2 separate regions of the Zea mays genome follow, and region 1 is linked to region 2. Evidence: chromatin contacts called from public Hi-C data. All regions are on one chromosome and are shown on one strand. Each heading gives the region's core, a stretch centred on a gene start, on an enhancer-like site or on the middle of the called end of the contact. The rest is flanking DNA. Distances are from core to core; before and after follow the strand shown. Region 1 holds the start of LOC606448. Region 2 holds the start of LOC103635321 (mucin-19).

Region 1 (3,981 bases), core at 113-2,612, 300 kb before region 2:
GGTATGTTGTTCCACTTCCACCACGACATTGGCCATTTTTATAAGAATGGAGAGCTGTAAACTGAAGTTTCGCTAAGTAGCAACTAGGACCAACCTTCAACATAGATGAGTCCTGACTTTACACAAGAGTTCCATCAACTATGTGAAAAATTACTGCAGCCTCCCTACCATTACAGTTCAAATATCCAAACAAACTCACCTGCAAACCACCTCTTCCACCTGAGTGGACCATAACAGAATCCATAGGTGGGCGGTTCCATCTTTGAGGGTCCCACAACATTGTGCTGTTGAAAGCAAATGCAGAGAAGCCAATTGGGAATCGACGAGTCGAACTCTTCTTCTGAACCGTCTGGACTGTGTGCCATCCCATGACTCGGTTTCCTTTGCAAATAGGGCCTTCCAAAACTGCCCTATACTTCGTTCCAACATGGATTGCTACAGGCCATGAGCCAAAGCGCCTGAAAAACATAGCACGTCTCATGAGAAGGGAAGCCAGATTGTCTCGTTTAGTTCTACCGAAATATGGCTAGCAGATCTTGAGTTTTGACCTGAAACTTCTGGTTAGCAGTTTGAGGGAGCACTGTGGTTCTCTAGCTCCATCATTCCAATTAAACTAATCAAGGCTATGTGATGCTTACAATCTTATATGTCAATATAAAACTACATTTAACTGTTTATTATGAATCATCAAAACAATTTGTAGACAATAAGTTCATTACAGATATATCAGTACAGGCAAAAAAATGTGGTAGAGAGCTCTGACCTGATCTTCTGCATTTCTTCAAATACATCAGCTGAGTATGACCGCTCTTCATCAGCAAAATGCATTATACCATCAAGGTGATGCCTTTTGACATGATAGATTGCATTATTCCTTTGACATACAGCAATCTTTCGTACACTCGTGGTATTCTTTCTACATATAAGATGCCTGTACATAACCCCAGAAGACCTCAGAATTTCTGCTGTTTCATAGGACTGTTCAGGCCATTCCACCACCAACCATAAAAGAGGTGCCTGTACAGCTTTCAAAACATGGGCTAGCCGATTCAAGTAATATGCCTGTTGTGGCCGAACAGAAGTGATCGTCACGATTATCAGCAGCTTCTTCACAGGAATGTCAGATTCTTCAATAGCAGGTAATGCAGGTGAAGATTCAGCAAAATCTGCCTCATCATCCAACATTGCAGGAACTGGAGGGCTCTCTTGAACCTGAGGCTCGTCAATCAGTTCGACCTCTTTCTCTACTACAACTGTCTCCAACTCCTTAACTTTGGTGCCCATCATTTCCGCCTCAATCACACCATCATGGAACGGAAGCCTCTCGTTTTCGGATACTATTTTCTTGTAAACATCGACAGAGAACAAAGGCATGAACCCAATGAAAATGCCAACCATGAAAAAGAACAGCAGATGGACTGCAACTCTCCTGCAGGTCAACCCCTTTGATTTTGACCTCTCCTGTGATCGGCCATGCCTCTGGGAAGTCATAGCCGCGCACACAGATTTTAGCTTGCTCGACAGCAGGAAAAAGTCCAAGGAGATCACTGAGGCCAGCAACCCCCTCATTGCGACATAGGACTGTGAGTACAGCAGTTTTGGGGACGGCGAGGGATTGTTGAACTCGGACCAGTCCCTAACCGACCCTTCCCGTAGGATAATCCCACTGTTCCTTCGACTGGACACCATTCCAGAATCAAGGCTTCGTGATGCATGTACTCCTCCTGAATTACTCAAAAGCACGAGTCCTTTATTCCACGGTTGTTGCACTTTCTATCCCTTTAACTCATGTAAGACTGCAAAACATTCTTCCCTGATGAGGTCATCAATCGAATTGTACCTGCAAAACAACGTGATGCGAGGCGTGCGTCAGCTCAGCTCAAGATCAATCAATACATGCTCACGCTAACCCATAGAGCAGGCTAAACTGAAACATTCTCCCGGAGCAGCGATCCAAATTGAAGGAGAGCAAGATCCAAAGCTAAAGCCTAAAGGTACAGACTCTAAGAACTTAGAAGATCACCAAGGAAACCAGACATTTCTGAGGCGGGCCTAACTAACAGCCATGGGGGGATCAACTGAACCCCGCAAATTTACTGCTACCATCAATCCACTCCACCGCGCAGACGCCCAGGACGGGAATCCGCAAGCTAGCTGGACGGATCGGATTCTTCTTGTGCAGGACAAAGCAAGCGAACCAGCAACCCGTCCAAGCAAGCAAAGGCTTCCTTACCCAGGACGGAAGACGAGCAGCCAGGCCCAGACGTGATCTCCAATTAGCGTCGGTGAGAGAAGGAAGCGGCGGCGGCGGCGGCGGCGGCGGCGGTGCGAGCAGAACGCCTGATCTAGATGCAGGGGGCTGCTTGCTTCGCGTACGGCTCTCTGGCTGGCTCGCCCCCCTCCCGCTCCCCCTCCCCTTCCCACCACGCCTCTCCTTTTCAGAAACCGCGGCCCGTGGTGTTGAGCTGTTCCCGGCTCCGGCTTGACTTCTCGCTCCCTCCCTTTCTCTCTCCACGCAAACCGAGACAGGGGGAGTTGGTGAGGGTATGGTTGGATAGAGAAAAAGGAGCTCCTCGCGGAGGCGGAGGTGAGCGAGACGAGTAAACAAATCGCGGGCGGTCGCCGTCGCCGGTCGGCGTCGGTCGGTCTGGACTCTGGAGGGAGGTCAGTTGCGTCGCCGGTTGCAATCCAGCCCCTGGATTCTTGCGGTTTTACAGACGGTGACCGTTGTAACGCGACGGATCATGTAAAATCTCTATTGGTCCTGCCTCGTATTTTTATAAATAACTCCTATTTGAAATGGCCCACACATATAGATTACATCTAATTTATTTCGTCTATCCACTCTCTATCCTAAGTGAATCTGCGCCCTCACACGAGGCACGAGCGCCTCAGTCACCCATACAATGACACAAACTCACACACGTCATGTCTTTTGTTCATACAAACTAACGACATGACAAGTGGGCTCGCGCCAAATGCACCGCGACAGGAGCCCAATAACCCATGCACGTCGCTCCGTAAGGGATGGAGAAAGCGGTTTCAGCAGACCCACACACGCCGCGTCTTCTATGCATAGAAACGCGCGGAAAACATTTTCAGCAGCCACAGGATGGAGCTGTTTTACTCATCCTAATCCGCCCACCAACCTGGCTATAAAAAGTCGTGTCGAGGCCCCTCAAGCGACAACGGTGGTTGATCTGCTCGCAGCCGGTGGCCTGACACTCTCCAGCTACTCCGACTCGTCTATGTCCTCCAAGGTACGCATGTACGTACATCTGATTTTCTGGCTCACTGACTCCACGAGCATCTACACAGCATGTCCATCGAGTTTGTGTCGTGTTCGTGGGACCTAATGGAGAGCGACGCTGTCAGGATGGAGGGCATCAACAGTTAGGCACGAGCCACACAGAGGACATCGACGACAAGTCACCAACCTTAGACACGACGACGGGTATTGGTGGCAAGGCGCCAACCTTCGGCACGACGGCGGTCATTGGCGGCAGCGTCACTTTTGGCATGACTGCGGGTACTATAGCCAGCATAGGGGACAACGCGGCAGTGTTCGGCACCACATGGATTTGTGGCATGGCGCCCACCACGAGAACCGTCGGTATGGCAAGCATCAATGGAAAGGTGGCCACAGGCACGATCGTGCAGCTTCGGCATGACAGGAATGCCCGGGACGGAGAAAGGAGCGATGAGGGTGTGTGTAACGCCCCGAATTTTGCAGTTGAATTTTTTCTTTTCTTTACTCGCCAAAATTCGGGCGTTACCTTTTCCTTTTCTTTTTCCCTTCGCTAAACCTTGACCTTTTCCAAAGTTCTAGCGGGATTCGGTTTGGAATTCCCGTACGTAGAAAAACCCTAAATACTTTATGTTGTTTGATGCACCATGCCGCCCTTGCATTTCTTTTGATTGCTTTGAAAGCGCAATTGCATTCATGTAGAAAGATCGGATTTCGAAAATGTGGAGAAGATC
Region 2 (3,953 bases), core at 619-3,118:
AATTACAAAAGCTTACCAAAACAAATAAACATTCTATTCAAATAAAACATCAAGTCGCCACATAAAAATGATAAGTGAAATATTAATTATGTTGAAACTTCGATACATAAAATGATTTCACGTGTAACTCACGCAATAAGTGGGAGTGGAATAGAATAAACACCAACATCTTGTGGATTTTATAATCCAAATGTTTTTGAGAACTATATGTGGATATATGTTGGCCCCGTAAAAATTCATTATTTTTTAGGCTATTTGGTGTATTATTAATTTCTTATTTTAGAAAATCATCAAAATACAATTAAATTCATAAAAATATTGTAGCTTCGACCGTAAATTAGAAATAAGTTACCAATATTAATAAATAGTTTATAAAAAGATAATCCTAAGTTCCCACATGGAGATAATCTTAAGTCCCACAAGAAAATGATAAAGTCTATTATTTTGATATAAATTTAGACATTATTTCAAAGATTTTGGCCTAAAAATATGTTTAAACAAAAATGTGTTGTACAACAAAGTTATAGATCTCTTCGAGCTCTACAATTTTCATATAAACTTTATCTTCATCCGATTTCATATGTAAAAGTTATGATTTTATAACTATATTATTATACAGAAAAAGAAAAAACGGTACCCGAATTTCGGGTACCCGTATCCGACCCGAATCCGAAGCTATACTATCCGGGTATTACACGTATCCGTCCCGAATATAAAAATACTCGTACCCGTATCCAAAAAATATTCCCGAATCAGTACCCATATCCTATACCCGTTTCGAATACCCTGCCCGTTTTCACCCCTAACGAGGGCCGGCTGCTTCAGGACCAATACCGACGCAAGCATCAGTATCGGTTGCAGTTGCAGCTATCACATGCTTGTAGAGGGCATTAATACCAGCTGCTGCATGGTCTCGTCTACCAATAGTCATGTCAACTCTGTCATCATGGCTTTTTCTTTCTCCTTGTTGTTTGGGTGTTTCACGTCGTCGTCAAGAACAGATAGTGTCTACCGGACCGTCATCAAGAAAGAAACACACAACCATCTCTTCTTAAGCATACTGTTTAGTTTGTTAGTGCAAGTCGGTCTTAATCGTAATTGTTATGGTGCCTATGCATGTTTAGATATTGTATAATACTGATTCGTTTTTTTTGTTTAAGCATGTCGTCATGGTTATTCTTTATTTTTTGGATTAAATCAAAACCAAGCAATCGCCCAACACTTATGTGGTGTTTGGTTTTAGAGACTAATTTTTAGTCCCTCCAATTTATTCCACTTTAGTCACTAAATTGTCAAATATGGAAACTAAAATAGAGTTATAGTTTCCATATTTTGCAATTTATAAACTAAAGTGTAATGAAATGTAGGGACTAAAAATTAGTCCCTAGTAACCAAACACTACCTTAGTCACGTTGCTTCCATTTTACCGCCCGCTAGTGTTCTGTAAAGCGCTGCATGAGCCTGCTCATCTTCCTCTGACGTGTTAGCTCAACCTCTATCCCCTCTTCCCCATCAGAAATGCCTCCCATTCCCCATCAGAGGAGAACAATAGCTTTGTGTTCCTCGCTACTCCTTTCGCCTCCTCCACGTTGCTGTCTTCTACTTCCTTTCTATCCCCTTCCGTGCTGTTAACATGCTGTTCTTCCCACCAAACGAAACGATTCTTCTTCCTCCGCACCCGATCGATCACCCCAGTGCAAGACCAATAATGCAGCGGGCGATGGATGTGAGGTGGATGAGTGGTGGTCGGAGCGATCGGGATCGTGCGGCCGTACACCCGCGCAGGCACGGATCGCTATCAGCGGGGGCGTCCGGGACGAGGCGCCGGACAGAGGAGCACCCACCCACCCACCCACTCCGACTCGACTCGACTCCCTCTGCTCTCTGGCGTCCCCATCTGGCTGTAAGATTCATGAGGCAGGCAGCGATCGCAGTCGCAGGCAGCTGCCCAAGGACGGTGCCGCACATGCCACGGGCATGCTTGCCCCATATGGTACCCTGAGCCCGGCGGCAGCCTTGCTCATCGCTTTGCTTGTCCCCCTCCCTTTTGATCCCAGTAAAACGTTTCCCGCTTAAGCTCGTCGCACTGTTCCTGTCGCTCGCCGCTCAGTCGCTCCCGCGTTCTTCTTTTTACTGCGCCAGTTAAAGGCCACCGCCGCCGTACACGTGCTGTGCTACCTACTTAAACGAGCCACAGGGAGGGCGGCAGCTGGGCTTGAGTGGCTGACTGCGCATGCGGATCCGCTCGGCTGCGCGCGCGGGCAATCAGAGCCGCGGCACAGAGCATTCAATTCACTCGGGGTCGGTGGATCAGCTCAGCGTGGCGGCGACCTTGAGATGAGTCGCGCGGCGCAGACAGGAGGAGCCGGGGCCGGGGGCGGAGGCGCGGCGAGGCTCAAGGCGTCGCCGCGTGCGCTCTTCTCCTGCGGCATCTTCAGCACCTGCACGCACCCTGCGCTGAGCCCGACGGCGACGCCCAACAACAATGTGGTGTCGGGGAGCGGTGGCGGCGGCTCGGGCACGCCCTGCGCCGAGGCGTCGACCGCGTTGCCGGTGACGGTGGAGGCTGCGGCGGCGGCGTCGTCCACGCCACCGCCTCCGCAGCGGCAGCCGCACCACCAGCGGGCGCAGCGGAACGTCGGGCCGTCGTCGTCCTCCTCCTCGTCGTCCTCGTCCGCGTCGCAGAGCTTCACGCAGTGGAGGCTGCCGGTGCACCACCCGCAGCAGTCGCAGGCGCCGGCGTCGGCGTCCTCGAGCGGGGGGGACGCGCTGCTGGGCGCGGAGGAGAAGTTCGCGGCGGGGGAGGTGGTGGCGGCGCTGCGGGCGGTGGAGCGGGAGATGGAGGCCGCGGCGAGGCCGGTGCCGGCGGGGGTGGTGGCCGGGGTGGTCGCGGCGGTGCGGGAGCCGTTGACGGCGCCGGCGCGGCTGGCCGCCAAGGCGCTGCTCGCCGTGCTGCTGGAGGAGGGGAACCGGGAGGCGGCGGTGGAGGCCGGCGCGGCGTCGGCTGCCGTGGAGGCGGTGGCGGCGTCCGGGCCGGCGGGGGCCACGGCCGAGCGGGCGCTGGCCGCGCTCGAGCTGCTGTGCACGGCCCCCGGCGGCGCCCCCGCGGTGCGCAGGGAGGCCCTGGCCGCGCCGGTGCTGGCGCGCGCGGTGGAGGGCATGGCCGGCCGCGGCCGGGAGTGCGCCATCGGCGTCCTGGCCGCCATCTACGGCGCTGGCGGTGAGGATGATCGGGGGGCCTCGTCCTCGCCGCCTCCGCCGCCGGAGGTGGTGAAGGCGGTTGTGGCGGCGATGCAGGGCGAGTGCAGCGCGCGTGGGCGGCGCAAGGGCGCGCAGCTGCTGCGCGCGCTGCAGCAGGCCGGCCGCCTCGGGCTCGCGTGGGACGGCGTCGGCGACCAGTGAGCCTCAGCGTGGCGTGGGACCCTGGTCGCAGTGACCAGTGCGATGGATTAGGTAGTTGCTGTGGGACCTAGGCTACTGAAGCGTGGGCCCGAGTGAGGACGGGCGGGGAGCAGTGTATTTTGGCTTTGCAAACGGTGGATGGGCTGATTTGATTGGTATGTTGTGGTGGTCACCTTTTGTAGCCTGTGATTTGTACTATCTTCCTCGTGGAAATTTATCGCGCGGCGCGTCTGCCCTCTTGCCCTCTGACCTCCACCTGGCTCCATATACGGCTGGTTCCCTTTGTTTACTGCGCCTGGTTTTCACGGAAAAAAAATGGTATCCGGGCCTGCCCATATCCATATCCTCTGGGCTCTGGCTGCCTGCCAGTCTATCCGATGTCCATGCTCCATCCACTACACCAACTATTTTGGATCGGGTTCACAATAACGCCTTCACGTGCAGTGTATTTGCAGCGGTTCTGGCAAGGCGAGGGCGCAAGGCAACAGTGGTGCCTACTTTGCCGCTGCCGCCGCAACCAATCCTCCGTCCTGTCTGCCATGCCTTCGCCA

What was found. A called contact is a pair of places that touch in the nucleus more often than the background predicts.
Region 1: a Hi-C map of leaf shows a contact between it and region 2, with 8 times the contacts expected there. The contact joins the promoter of LOC606448 here to the promoter of LOC103635321 in region 2. A contact is called at or near these places in 4 of 25 Hi-C or Micro-C datasets (ear, leaf, root tip and 1 more).

The regions. Positions count from the first base shown.
Region 1 is chr8:69,575,603-69,579,583 of Zm-B73-REFERENCE-NAM-5.0, reverse strand. LOC606448 reads right to left here and starts at 1,362. Exons shown (of 4, transcript NM_001112316.1): 1 at 764-1,362; 2 at 200-458. The coding sequence starts at 1,323.
Region 2 is chr8:69,279,150-69,283,102 of Zm-B73-REFERENCE-NAM-5.0, reverse strand. It overlaps LOC103635321 (mucin-19), which reads left to right and starts at 1,868. Exons shown (of 1, transcript XM_008657804.3): 1 at 1,868-3,653. The coding sequence starts at 2,338. The coding sequence ends at 3,402.